Linked DNA regions of Mus musculus: region 1 is linked to region 2. A link is a contact called in public Hi-C data. All regions are on one chromosome and are shown on one strand. The core of a region is the stretch at or near the end of the contact, and the rest is flanking DNA. Distances in the headings are between cores, read along the strand shown.

What was found. Hi-C and Micro-C count contacts between places; a contact is called where the count stands out from the background.
Region 1: a contact with region 2 is called in a Hi-C map of the N1E-115 cell line, with 2.7 times the contacts expected there. The contact joins two enhancer-like sites. A contact is called at or near these places in 1 of 484 Hi-C or Micro-C datasets (the N1E-115 cell line) and 7 of 115 datasets of contacts at active chromatin or transcription factors (SST interneurons, embryonic basal ganglia, embryonic hindbrain and 3 more).

What each region holds. Positions count from the first base shown.
Region 1 is chr9:50,137,245-50,143,733 of GRCm38.p6, reverse strand. No RefSeq gene overlaps it. Among named protein-coding and RNA genes, the nearest start is that of 2310003N18Rik, 93 kb to the left of the region's middle. Within about 2 kb of position 2,308, at least 27 of the 459 cell types and tissues checked have an H3K27ac peak or open chromatin away from gene starts, as enhancers often do. A contact at or near this core is called in the N1E-115 cell line, where this site is marked.
Region 2 is chr9:49,881,777-49,888,671 of GRCm38.p6, reverse strand. No RefSeq gene overlaps it. Among named protein-coding and RNA genes, the nearest start is that of Gm25633, 59 kb to the right of the region's middle. Within about 2 kb of position 3,736, at least 20 of the 459 cell types and tissues checked have an H3K27ac peak or open chromatin away from gene starts, as enhancers often do. A contact at or near this core is called in the N1E-115 cell line, where this site is marked.

The sequences.
Region 1 (6,489 bases), core at 1,059-3,558, 260 kb before region 2:
GCAATGGAAAGACAAAGGAAGGGGTCAAGCTATGCCAACAGATGCATGACCAATGCTCAGCCCAAGGATGGTACCAAAGTGAGAAAATGGAGCCAGGATCCTTTGCTCTCTGAGATTTAGCAGTGACATTGTGACTAATAAGCTAAAATAAATAGAACACAACATTGGAGTGAGGCTACTAGGGTAAAATACAGACTGGTCCCCAAGTCTCTAGATCATATAATCCTCTAAGCCCTCATACCAGCATCCAGACTAGTTGCTTTCCAGGTATGAATGACTTGGTCAGAGGCAGAAGGCAGACATGTCCTCAGTGCCCCCTCCTTTTGGAGCCACATTCCTCTAGGTTGCAAGTCCCCAACAATTTGCATTTCTAGAGTCAGGACTTTCCACAGGAGCTGAGAAATAGTGGCCATGGTAACAAAATTCTTCTACATCCATCAAAAGAGGAAACCTCTCTTTTCTGTTAAGGTCATGTTACCCTATTTATTAGGGCAAATGAATATCAATAATCACAGGCAACACCAAAGCCTGAGCTGGCTTCTGGCAGTGGGGGAGGGGTGGCTGTTCTTGTCTATTGAAAAGGTGAATGAATTACTGCATATGCATGTACCATACTCTCACAGCCCAAGGATTTGATTTGGTTTCCATGGCCAGGATCCAGATGCCCACTGGGAGGTCTTCCAAATCACCCGTCTTGATCTTTTCTTAACTGCTCTCAGGGGATCCAGAGAGTGAGTCTGGTATCTGGCACCAGTGGCATGGCACCATGCCCTGAGAACTCCAGAGCCTTGCTCATTTTGGCCTCAGGCCTACTTTCTCACTAAGCAAGGCCCTTCTACCAGATGGTATAGACTCAGAGTATGGTCAACTTTGCAAAGTCAGGTTGTGCCAACTCCCATCTCTGAGGGGATGGTCTGTGTAGTTCACATGCCAAAATGCCCAGGGCTTTGCCAACCAAAAGGTGGTGAGTGCTCTTGTCCCATAGGCACCACCTAAAACGGGCAGCAGATGGGAAAGTAGGGCAGGGGTGGAAAACAGCTGGATACCATTTGCTGCCTAAGAGTTCTTTGGGGATTTGAAAATCATTGTTTAATTTCCCCTCCTGCCCTCACATGTAAACAAATGTCCTATATCAGGGGCATGGAAATCAGAACTTTTAGTGGTTGGTATTCATCTTCCCTATCTCTGCAGCCTTCTTCCCAGCCTCCAAGATGCTCACATCACATGCTTGCACATTTACATGTGCACATGCATGCATGAGCACCCGTGTGTACCCATGTGCTCACTTACACCAACAGGCCAGTCTTTCTAATACAAACCACAGGCCGATTTTGTTCACTGTGTATCTAGGGCCTGGCCAGGAACCCAGGCTTCTTTCCCTCTGAAATCTCTTGGAGAAGTTAAAAGCGGCTATGTGGGACCGCAGTAGGAGAACTGAATTGGCGACACGGTGGTTCTAGATATTTATACACTCCCGTCATTTGCTCAGCTGAGCTGCTTGCAGCTGTGGCTTGTTAGGGATATCACCCAAAGGAATTGCAGAAAATACACATATTTTATATAATTTTCCCCTCTGTTTCTTTTCCCGGTTCTAAATAGGCACTTGAAGGGAGGGGGGATTTACCATAGGATCTTGGGCACAAGGTACAGTTACCCCCAGAGCACTAGGGGAGGACATTTGTGGGTCCTCCTGGGGTGGCGGGCGGAGCAGGGAAAAGAGCCTCTGTATTCTAGTCCCAAAGGTCACACAGACATGAGGAGGATGTCTCTCTCATTTGACACTCCTTCACAGATGAATTTAAGACCAACCTCCAACTTTACATTTTTAAGCTGCTGGCTGGGAGGTCACGTGCTCTGGGCAGTCCAGTCCTGATGGGCTGCAGGGTCTACAGATTGAGTCCTTCTGGGTCCAAGGAAGGTCTAGACCATGACCTTGACACAGATGTCAAGGGAGTGATTCCTTTTTTTCTTTTTCCCCAGACAAAGGCAAGTGGTTATCTATGGTTGGCTTCAGTAAACATCCTTGGGCTTCAGCTCCCAATAGTCTGTAGCTATAAATGATCAAGGCTGTGGCTCTGTTTGCCTTTGCTTCTGTGAACAATATCACAGGCACCTAAGGAGTTCAGTGTGTACATAGTATTCTTCAATCTTTCCTCAGTCCAGACAAGGACTTAATTGCCCCTTTCCCTAGAAAATGGAGAGGAGGAAGAGGAAAGCAGGCAAGAATTCCTGCTCTTTAAACGCTGTCCCCTCCCTTTCAAGAGCTACTCACTGCAACTCACCGAGGTGATGAAAACTCCCCAGGCTAACCCATCGAATTATGGAAGCTCAGCAGAAAAATTACAGCTGCCGTAGAGGTCACCTGACCCCGATGCATCAAGTCCTGGAGGGAGGCCAACCCTCCACTTAAAATGGCAATCTTGCACAAAGTGGCACAATGACATGTTAAAAAATATAGAGATGGATAGAGATGTAACATGAAAATATGTATTTCTCCTGTTCTTAGCCTTAGAAGCAGGCATGTTAAAGGTATTAAGCGGCATTCCACACTGGAGGGATCCTCTGGCTATGGGCTTTGGAGCCTAGACAGGAAGTGTGAATTATGAGGCAATGGGAAACTAATCCAGACAAAATGAAAAGAGAAAGGACGGAGCCTAGGTATCTGGTCCAGGAGGGCCCAGAAGAATGGGGGTTGTCTCGCCCACCTGCCCCGACCTCCCCGGCTCTCTGTGGGAGAGGGAAGCCTTTGTCTGCTGGAGGTGGCTGTTGTGGGACTCAGGGAGAGCAGAGTGAGTTGGCAATCCTTTCTCGTCTGCAGGACCAGACATCCAAGGAGGAAATCTCTGTGCACTGGGCTAGACTCTGAGGGCACCTGGAGAGAAGGGGAAAGCTTGGCAGGAGTGCACAGGAGGCACAAATGTGGCACTGAGATCACGTGTCCCTGTCTTCAGCAGGGACACACCTTTCCCAGGGAGACCCAAATGTCCCAAACAGGACTCTTTCTCTAGGGATGGGATAGACATAAACAGCTTTGACTTTGTTTCTGGTTATTAATTTCCTACAAGCTGCCCCCAGGGTAATTCCTAAATCTGTTTTCTCCACTTACCCTCAGTTCAGACAGGAGAGGAAAATCTTTCTGCTTCTTAAGGGCATGTGACTTTTCTACTCTTAAAATGCAGCTTTCCTTCCTCCCTCCCTCCCTCCCTCCTTCTTTCCCTCCCTCCCTCCCTCCCTCCCTCCCTCCCTCCCTCCCTCCCTCCTTCTTTCCCTCCCTCCCTCCCTCCTTCTTTCCCTCCCTCCCTCTTTCCCTCCCTCCCTCCCTCCCTCCCTCCCTCCCTCCCTCCTTCTTTCCCTCCCTCCCTCTTTCCCTCCCTCCCTCTTTCCCTCCCTTCCTCCCTCCCCCCCCTTTCCATTTCTGCCTGTGAGCTACTTGTTCTGGCCCTGTAAGATGTGGTGGAAAATTCCTGGTCCCAGCAGACTCTGTGGATAGACTTTCCAGAGTAGGAAGGTAAGTTGCAAGCACACTGCGTGTCTTCAGTTCCCCCGGGACTGAGTGGCATCCTCAGTGTAGTGTCCGTCTATACTGTCCTTTACTCTCCCCTCTTTGCACTTGTAAATTTTGTCTTTGGACTGCTAGTCTCTGCCTTTGTCTAACTCTTCAATATAACCTCGCTGGAGGAAAGGTTGACTCCACCTTCCGCATGCAGCTTAGTGAACGTGCCCGTGTGAATGAACCCCAGGATCAAGCCACAGCACACGTCTAACACCCTTGGAAGACTCCTCTCACTTCTCAGCCCACACTTCCTGTTCCCTTCCCAGGAGTGATCTCCTCTCTAAAGTCTGCCACTGAAGGCCAGACTTGTTATAGCCTCGTTGGTGTCTGGCTTTTTACCTTTACATTCATATTTTTAAGATTCATCCATGTACCAAAGTGGTTGCATCCATTGACCCTCCCATCAACAGTGTATACATGATCCAGCTGCTCCATATCCTCTCCAATTCTTAGTGTTCCATCGCTCTGTACTTAGAGCCGTTTCAATAGGAAGTAATATGGTGCATATGTGGAGACCCCTTTCCTTAAGCCACACATTAAGTTCCCCTAGAATAATAATATCATGCAGGGATTAGGGTGAACAACTTTAGGCTCCACACCATGAAAACAGAAAGACATTAGTGCCAGGCACACTGGTATATTTGGTCACTCGAACTGCAGTGTAGTGGAAAGAAGAGAGGCTTGGGTAAGGACCTGACCTGGTTTGAACCCTCATTTACCCACTATTTAGCTATGCAAACTCAGAGAGAGGAAATAATGCTGACACCTAGGGACACACAACAAGGAAAATATGCAGTAACGCATTCATGGTAGAAACCGGTTGCTAGGTATAGAGTATTAACTGTTGAGTTCTTCCTACTCTATTGTAGATTTGGAAATGCTGATGCTAAGATGTAGGGAGGGAAATGTGGCAACGCTTCTTGGCCGCAAGGGCATCACATCTCAGAACTTACAAGTGATTTCTTTCATGATGTGGAGCAGCTGAAGGGAGCAAATGTCCTCATCTTCTTGGTCACCACCCTCCGCTGCCTTGCTTGGTTGCTCTCTTTTCTGAATACCTTCCAGAAGAGTGAGGCAAAAGGTCAAATAGCAAGTAAGAGAAAATGGGGAGTACTTGTCCTTAGATTCTAGCGGCTACACTGCTTTGCTCAGTCTTCTTGGCAGCAGAGCTGGGAGTGGAATGTCACATCTCCTGCCCTCTGTGACCTTGGCTGGTCACTGGTAGGATAGGCTGGACTATTAACCATGACCTAATGCCTTTCTGAGCCATCTTCTCTAGCCTCCCTGGCTTCTAACTTTGCTGTCATCACTTGCAAAGCCGACTTACTTTTATCATTTTTCAAAGCCATCTCTTGTTCCCATGGCAACCTACTGGGGGTCTTCTGTCACCATGGGAACATGGCTTCTGGGTTTAAATACACCTTATCACCACAGCATTAAAAATGTGGGGAGAGAGGGAGACTGGTTGTCAAGGAAACAGGATTCGGGTCTTCTTTAGAAGTGATGGGCTGGGGAGAGGGAAGGAAGTGCAATTGGGAGTTGAAAATTGATGCCACACCCAAACTTGGCCATGCTGACAAATGTGCAGGTAGATTTTGTGAGTAGTCTGGGACACATTCACACACGTGTATCCACACTCATTCATGCATGCACATGTGCGCACGTACTCGCGAGCGTTCGCACACACACTTGGTCTCTCTTTCTTTGTGTGTGGGCCTGTGTTTGTGTATGTGTATGCATGTATGTGTGCATGTATGTGTGAGTGCATGTGTGAATGCATGTGTAATTGCTTTTCTACCTTGTTTGTCTGAAGAACCTCATAAGAAAGCACCTTGGGAATTTAAAGATGTCAGAGGAACGCCCCCACTCTGTAGTCTGAGAGATGGGCGCAACATGTTCACTCTCTGCTTTGAGAAAGTCATTATGAACTTCTTCCTTATCGTTATAGAGAGGACAGAAATCCATGACAAGTGGCCTGGAAAAATCAAACCAGAAGAGAACTAAGGAGCTTGGGACAAAAAGCCATGCAAGAGGTATCAACACTGAGAAATAAGAATTCCATGTAGAATGTTTAAAAAAAAAAAAAAAAGTAGTGCATCTTAAAATGGCTAGCGGTACTTCTTATGGGCCATCTGTTCTTGAGACAAATGGGACAGTCAGTCAGATATGTCAGAGGCAGAGTTAGTAAATTTGGGGGACGGGCATCACCAATCATGTGAAGCAGAAGGGAGGGCTCAAGAGACAAGGAGAGGCACAAAGAATGGACACATGGAAGGTATGTGGTAAACCTAGATCACAGGCTTAGCGGGAAACTCAGAGCTGGGCACCTGAGGTTCCAAGGTCCAATCCATGTGGCTGTATAGGGAGAGTCAAACAAACAAACAAACAAACAAACAAACAAACCAAACCAAACCAAAACAAATTCCATCGAGTTCAACTATGCCACTTCCACCCAAGTCCTTAGACCATCACGCACACCTGAAAATTGTAATGCCTGGCAGACTCCACCTCAGGAAAACTCTGAGTGCACTTGGCTCAGGTCCAGCAGACAGCTCTCCTTCCTTCTCAGTGACTCCCAGGATCTGGATCACCAGACTATTGTCCTACTGCTCAAGTCTATCTCTGGTGTCATCTTGCCTAGCGGTGTCCCTTCTGAGGACCATTCCCATAGCCGTTTCCCTCCTGCTGTGTCAAACTACCTCTTTCCCCCATTGTCCAGGAGTAAGATGAAAGGCAAAAGGAATGAAGGCTCTCAGAAAATTCTGCTTGAATCGCAAGCAGCCTTATCACTTCCTAGCTCTATGGCCTTGGAGACATCTCTAACTTAACTCTCTAATTCTAAAATAAAATTCACAAGATGATTGGAGGATTAAAGGGGATAATGAATGTCAAGGGGTTTTGCAAGCACTGGGTGCTGTGCATCTGGAGTGGTGCAG
Region 2 (6,895 bases), core at 2,487-4,986:
GAATTATCCACTTAATTTATAGCCAGGTGATCCTCCACAAAGACATGGCAATCATGGGGGAAAGGACAGCCTCTTTAGTGCACGGTCCTGGAAGCTGGATGTGTACACGTGGGTGAACCTGGATGTCTGCACACGGGCAAGCCTAACTCGCCCTCTGTCTCTCACGCTGCACAGAGATCCACTCCGAAGAAATCAAAGGCTGACGTGTAAGACTTAGAATCACACTCAGAGAACACACAGAGAAAGGATTCTGGCCATTAATATAGGGAATACATTCCAGCTAAAATCCGTAAAATACAGGAAACAAAAGCAAATACGGGCAGGTGGGATTATCTCAATCTGAGAAGCTCCTGCACAGCCAAGGAAGACAGCTGAATAAAAGGCAAACTACTGAGTGGGGAAGCCTCACAAAGTCCCCTTCTGACAAAAGATCCACAACATACAAGAGACATAAAGGACTCAACAGCAGAAAGAAATCCAATTTAAAAAATGGGAATCAGAAGAAGAAATTCAAATGACCAACAAATCTATGGGGAATAAAAGTTCAACTTCAGTAGCCTCTGGGAATTGAACTCAAGTCATCAGGCTTGGTGGCAAGCACCTTTACCCGGTGGCCTGTTTTGCTGGCTCCTGTTTTTCTTATTGTTCCTATTCATAACCTCCCCTTAGAGTTGTTCTTTTCTTTGAAATATTGCTTGCAAAGAACAAAAATCCCAAAGGCTGCAGCATTAAAAATAGAGTTTCTGTGAGTCACTTAATCAAAGGCCTAGAAGAGAGGCAGCCGTTCAGCCATTTCACTAAGGGCTTGCTGTCCCCAGCTCTCTTCTCTGCCACCTGTGTGTAGGTGGAAGGCCGGCTGTGCTGTGGATACAGATGGCTGTTGTACCTCTGGACACATGTCCTGGAGGGATAAATGGGCACAGGCCTTTCTGCTGATGAAGATGTCCTCTTTCAGTCCAGAAGGCAAGCTCATCCTGGAGGCCACCACTTGTCACAAGACAATGGAAGGACATAGACATTCTCAGAGTGATACATCATCTCTTTGAACTGAATCATGGTTTTGTATCTATGCAAGACTTGGAAGACAATTAGCAGAGTTCACCACAAGCCTCTACTTGGCTTTAAATTTGCAAAACGACTCTGCTCAGGCCTGAACCAATCAGATGACTTACTTAGAAACAAGTGATTTGGGAAGAGCTTTTGGTATTATTATTATTACATACACTTTATTTTTTAGAACAGTTTGGAGATTCGCAGCAAACTCAGGAAGATGATAACGATTTCTGCTGACTACAGCACCCAGATTTTCTTGTTATTAACAGTTTACTTCACAGTACATTTGTTATGAGTCAGTGTTGATGTAGCTATTAGTCCTGCAATTTATTAATCTTTCCTTAGTTTTCACCTAATGTCGGTTTTCTGTCCCTATGTCCCTTGTGGGATACAATATCACATGTAGCTGTGCTCCTCATGGCTGTCAGTTTCTCAATCTTTCTTTTGATTTAGTGTGTGTGTGTGTGTGTGTGTGTGTGTGTGTGTGTGTGTTCATGTAAGTGCAGGCACCCATGTGTGTGCTTGGGTTTCCATGCAAATACACATAATGAGGCCGGAGGTAAGTTCATGGTGTCACATTTCCTACTGTGACAAGGATCTGTTTATCTCTCCCCTCCCTAGCGCTGATGTTATAGGCACAGTTACACCCAACTTTTACATAAGTATTTGGCATCTGAATTCAGACCCTCATGTTGATACAGCAAGCACTTATTTTTGAAACAACGTCTCTCACTGGCCTGGAGCTCACCCATGAGGCTAGGCAGGCTGGTGAGCCCTGCAGGGCTGCTTTGCTCCAGCCCTAGTGCTGGAATTACAAATGCGCAGCACTACATCTGGATTTTCAACATGGGCTCTGGGGATTGAACCCATCTCCTCATGCTTGTTAGGTAAGCGCTTTATTGACTAAGCTCACTTTGACCATTTTGAGGAATTCTATCAGGTGTGACTAACCTTTTATCAATGTGGGATGATGCCATCGTTTGTCAGCTAAAAAGCTTATGCGTAAGAACTGCACATCTGAGTTCCAAAAGCAATCGCAAAATATGTTTTTAAGTAAATTTACATTTTTATGTTGGGCTATATTCATAACTGATCATGGGCTGCAAGCAGCCCATGAATACCTGATAAGGTGTTGTTGGTAGGATGCTACTCAGTAGGCTAAATCTCTTGGTTCTCAATGGGATTATGGTTTGGTGGGCATAAGACCACAGAGGTAATGTGCCCTTGCCATCATTTCATATCAAGACTGCACGATGTCAACGTGAATGACATGGCTAATGTTGATGTTGGTCACCCATGTGAGGTAGGCTTTTACCAAGTTCTAGCCTGTAAAGTCACTTTTTAGTTCTTCTTTTCATTCTATACTTTTTTAGAGGCATTTACCATCTGAAGCCCACAATCACAGAGTAGAAAGATATACTATTGAAGGCAACATATTCCCATAAATGTCTAGATAGTCTTATGCACAAGAGCCCTGCCTCTTCTCCATTCAAGGAAATGTATGTACATATTCATTCAATCATTTTACTTATGCCAACAGAGACTCATGAATATTTACCTCATACCTTGGTTGTTGATAAAATATTTCTTTACTTCTCCCAAATCTCCCAACTTTGCTCAGTTACAGCCCTGTGACATCATACCCTCACCGGTGTGTCTGTTTGTTTGTGTGTGTGTGCACGCCCCATATTTTCGGACACCTTACGATGCTGTCAGCTTTTCTAGTACTCATCATACCTCAATCCTCGAATGAGCTATTTCTCCAGGGACCACTGAGTATTTTTATTAGAGAATTACACTGAAAGCCAAGATCTGGGCACTGGACGTGCTCATGTGGGCAGTCATCTTTAATTACAGACTTAAGACTTCCTTCCCTGCCTCTCAAATGAATAATTACTTCACTCTTCTTCCCACCTCCAGTTTCTCTCTCACTATGTCGGCCCACACAGAACCGAGATCAGCAGCAATGCTATACTCAAAAGTTAGGATGCAAGGACAGGAACATAAAAGTTATGTTTTAGGAGTCGTGGATTCTTCAATGTCAGAAATGTAGGTAGTTGGACCTTTCATGTTCCCAAGTCCCTCAAAAGGAAATTGATTGATCCCCTCAGAGGCAGGCAAGACATTAGTGTCTGATCCATGATTAAACCACAACTGGGTAGCCTTTTCCTTACCAATGCTCTGAGACATTGCTTTCCACTGTTCTCTTCCTCCTTGAGGCTGATACTGAATTGGCTACTGCTTTGGTGGGATTCTTACTAGGGGGAAAACATGGGTTTGCTGAGGAGCAAGTGGAGTGTTGAACCTTCTATAATAAATTTTCAGAGTTATGTGACCAGAAACAGTGGAGATATGAGACAGTAATCTCCAGCCACACTTGGGCAGGGAGGTGGCACTTCACTCTAATAATGAGGCACAGATGTCAAGGTGCCTTATCTCAGGGCCCTTGGGGTGCCAGCCACCTCTGCAACTGTGCTGGGGAAGACACGCCGGCTTGGGATGTGAGGCTGTTTGGATGATGTTGTTTTCTGATGTAACCTCTGTTGATTTCCCTACCTCCCTTTTTCTCTGCCTCTTTTCTTCCCTCTTGGGAGCAATTTATACGTCTCTGGCTCCTTTTAGGCGGGGACAGAGTACTAATTAGCTGTCTGATTCATCCCAGGCCACCTGTCCCATGGCACTTGGCAGTAAGACCAGACTGGGCGTCGCCCCAAGCTTGCCTGGGCAGGCAAGTGTCCCAGGGGTCTGGACAGTCCCTGTGTGACGTGAGACAATGATTGTGCAGCACAGTACATGGCAGAGAAAGTTGTGTCCAGTGCTCCATTACCTTGATACTAGCTGCATCAGGCATTACAGGGAAAGCCACTTCCGCAGACTTTTAAGTCCTATCTTCCCACGTAATGAAATCCACTCCCAGATGTACTCCCAGTGCACCCTCTGAGGAGGGCCCTCTTTTTCCCTTCCTAGCATTGTGTTTATCATCAGAACGCACAATTATTCTAATCCCCATAGAGAGGTCTCATTAAAAAAAAAAAAAAAAACCACCGGAAAAGCATGCTCAGTGCTAATAATGGACATCGACTCCTCCTCATCTTCTCTATATCCACCAGCCCAAATCAGGCTTCAGTGCCTGTTCCCCGCATAAAGCTGGTCCCATGTAGGTCCAACAACCTCAGTGTCAGATGCTCGGCCAACAAAGCATTCAACACGAGCCCACCCCTCATTCTTGACTCCTCTCTCCCTGGCCTTGAGAACCCTAGACTTTCCTTCTCCCATGTTGGTTATTTCTTCTTAGCTTCTTTTTTACAGGTGTCTCCTCTTGGCTAAGAGAGGAGAGTCCTCTTTGAACCCTTTCTTTAATTCCTCCCCCTCTTCCTCTATCTTAATGAGATTTATCTGTCGCCATGGCTCACCTCTGTCTACAGAGAGGTCTACTTAGCTTTTCCTTGTGTCCAAGTACAAAATGTCCAGCTACTTGGTATCTCCACTGGGAGAGTAAGCCCCAGCGTGGCATTCCCTAATAAAATTTGAATAATTACACTAATTATTGTTAAATTAATTTAAATATTATAACTGGGTCCTATGTAGCTTTCTGCTCTTTAATTATTACTCTGGCTTATTTCTGACTCCTAATCCTGCCTGGTTAGGTAATGATAGGAACAACAACCTTAGCAACAGTGACCAACCAATGTGAAGTTCTTACAATGTGTCAGGTCCCAGATAGGCACTGCTCTATTTTAGACCTGTATCACCCTGTTGTAAGATCCTGTTGAGTCCCCATGTTTGCAGCTTAGAGCTTTCAGGCTTAGGAATATGAAAGGACATTTTAACTTAATTTCTCTAGAGGCAGAATTATTATAACCCACTTTTCTTGACTCCAGACTATAAACTCTTAAACCCATCCTTCACTAACCAGATCTTCGAATCAGCCCACCTGCAGCTACAACTGATTGTGTGCTGGGATCTGAGTATGGAGGTTAGCAACTGATTGTTTACCCCATCTGGGTCAGCAACTGGTTGTATATATCTAGGTCTGGGCAAGAAGTCAGTGGTGCTGCCCCTCTAGACCTCCTGGGTCATTTGGCCAATGAGACTCAGGCAGGAGTCCTCAAATATGTCTTACAGATTATGGATGCTGGATGTTCTACTGAAAATTGATTGCTTCCCAGACTGACAGAGCCAATTTGTGCCAAGGAGAAGAGAGACAGTTATCAACTAGGAAAAGCCTGGGTCCCAAGGATGCAGGCCCATAATACCCAGTTTCTCTCTTGAGTAAGAGAGAGACCATAGAGGACATAGGCTTAAGCTGAGCTTCATGCCTGCTTTATGCACCTTCTGGGGTACGACCATCTAGGCCATCACTTTCTTCACATGATTAGCCTAGATGCAAACTCCCACATCACAGGTGCTACCTTGGTACCTATCTGAAGAAACAGAAAGGACTGGATACGATGCTTCTCAATGTGGATTCCTTGAAGCTCTGGGGTTCCAATAGAACCTTCAGGCCTACAGAAGCTTAGTTCTTTAACAAGAGCATCCCTGCTGCTAAAATATTTATGTTAAAGCTTCATATAACATCTTATTCATTACTAAAGAGAATCTTAATTTTTAGGAAAGCATATTGAACAAAATGGCAATAGGCTTTAATGCCAGGGAGACTTGAGTTGGACTCTTATTCTGAAATCCATTACCACCACTGTTGATCTTCCCTTTAGATCTCAATAACATAGGTGTCTCTGCATCTCTAGATCATAGAATGAGATGTAAATGCAGTATGTGAGCAGGCCTAACAGAGTCTGGTGGAACAAATTCACTCATTTCCTGTCTTTTGCTCTGTGACATTCTGCCTGTCAGAAAGGACTGGAGATTTAACATACAGTGAATGCCCCTAACTAGAAATTTCCATAGTTTTTCCATCAGTCCAATAAAAACAAACCACACACTCCAATAATCTCCAAAGCATTTGACCACTCCAATCCAGCCATCACAACATTCTACCTCTGTTGTACCTAGCACCTGGCCTTTCAGGGCCCCGTAGAAGGTCCCAGTGATGCATCTGGATATACCAGCTCAGAAAATGGGTTTCTAGGCTCTGCACTACCTACAGCAGAACATGCAGAAACAGTCAAAGAGGCCAGCCATCAAAGATGGACATTGGACAGCCAGGGGAGTGAAAGCTGATCTTAGGTAACTGAGGCAGTCAGTTTACATCCCACCAGAGGACAACTGGGAGTCTCTAGTAAAAGGAGAAGGCAAATGCATAACGTGCTTTTGAAAAATGTCTGCTAAAAATGATAAATTTTTAAAAGAAGTTATTTTGGCTCCTGAAAAGATAAGCATCAGTTGTCAAGTTCAGGAATTTTTTGTTTTGTTTTGTTTTTGTTTTTGGGGGGAGTTGTTATTTTTGTTTTGTTTTGTTTTGTTTTTATAAATTCTAATGATGCCCAGACAAATGTGGTGTTAGTACAGTTAACTCAGTCCCTAGACTTGTGGGTCCATTTTAAACAGTGAAGTGAAATGGAACAGGTTGTTATTGATGAATCTCAGCCAAGAGGAAGGAGCTGTGACTCCTGTGGGAAGCTCCCCCAGCAAAGTGTAGAAAGGGCGGCCATACTCTGGAACCTGGAGGAGAAAAGGAGTGTAGAGAGACTCCCAAGCTTGAAATGGCAGATGGCTTGGTCCAGCTCAACGCTCGATTCATTAGGTTTTATGTATCTTAGGTGAACAGAGATTGGGAAGAAAGGACCAAGTGTCAAATTAGCCATTTAATTATTTCTTCAACTTCTCTTTATAGGTCCTGCATGGCTGCAAATAGACTCCTCCATCCTCTATCAGAGATGGA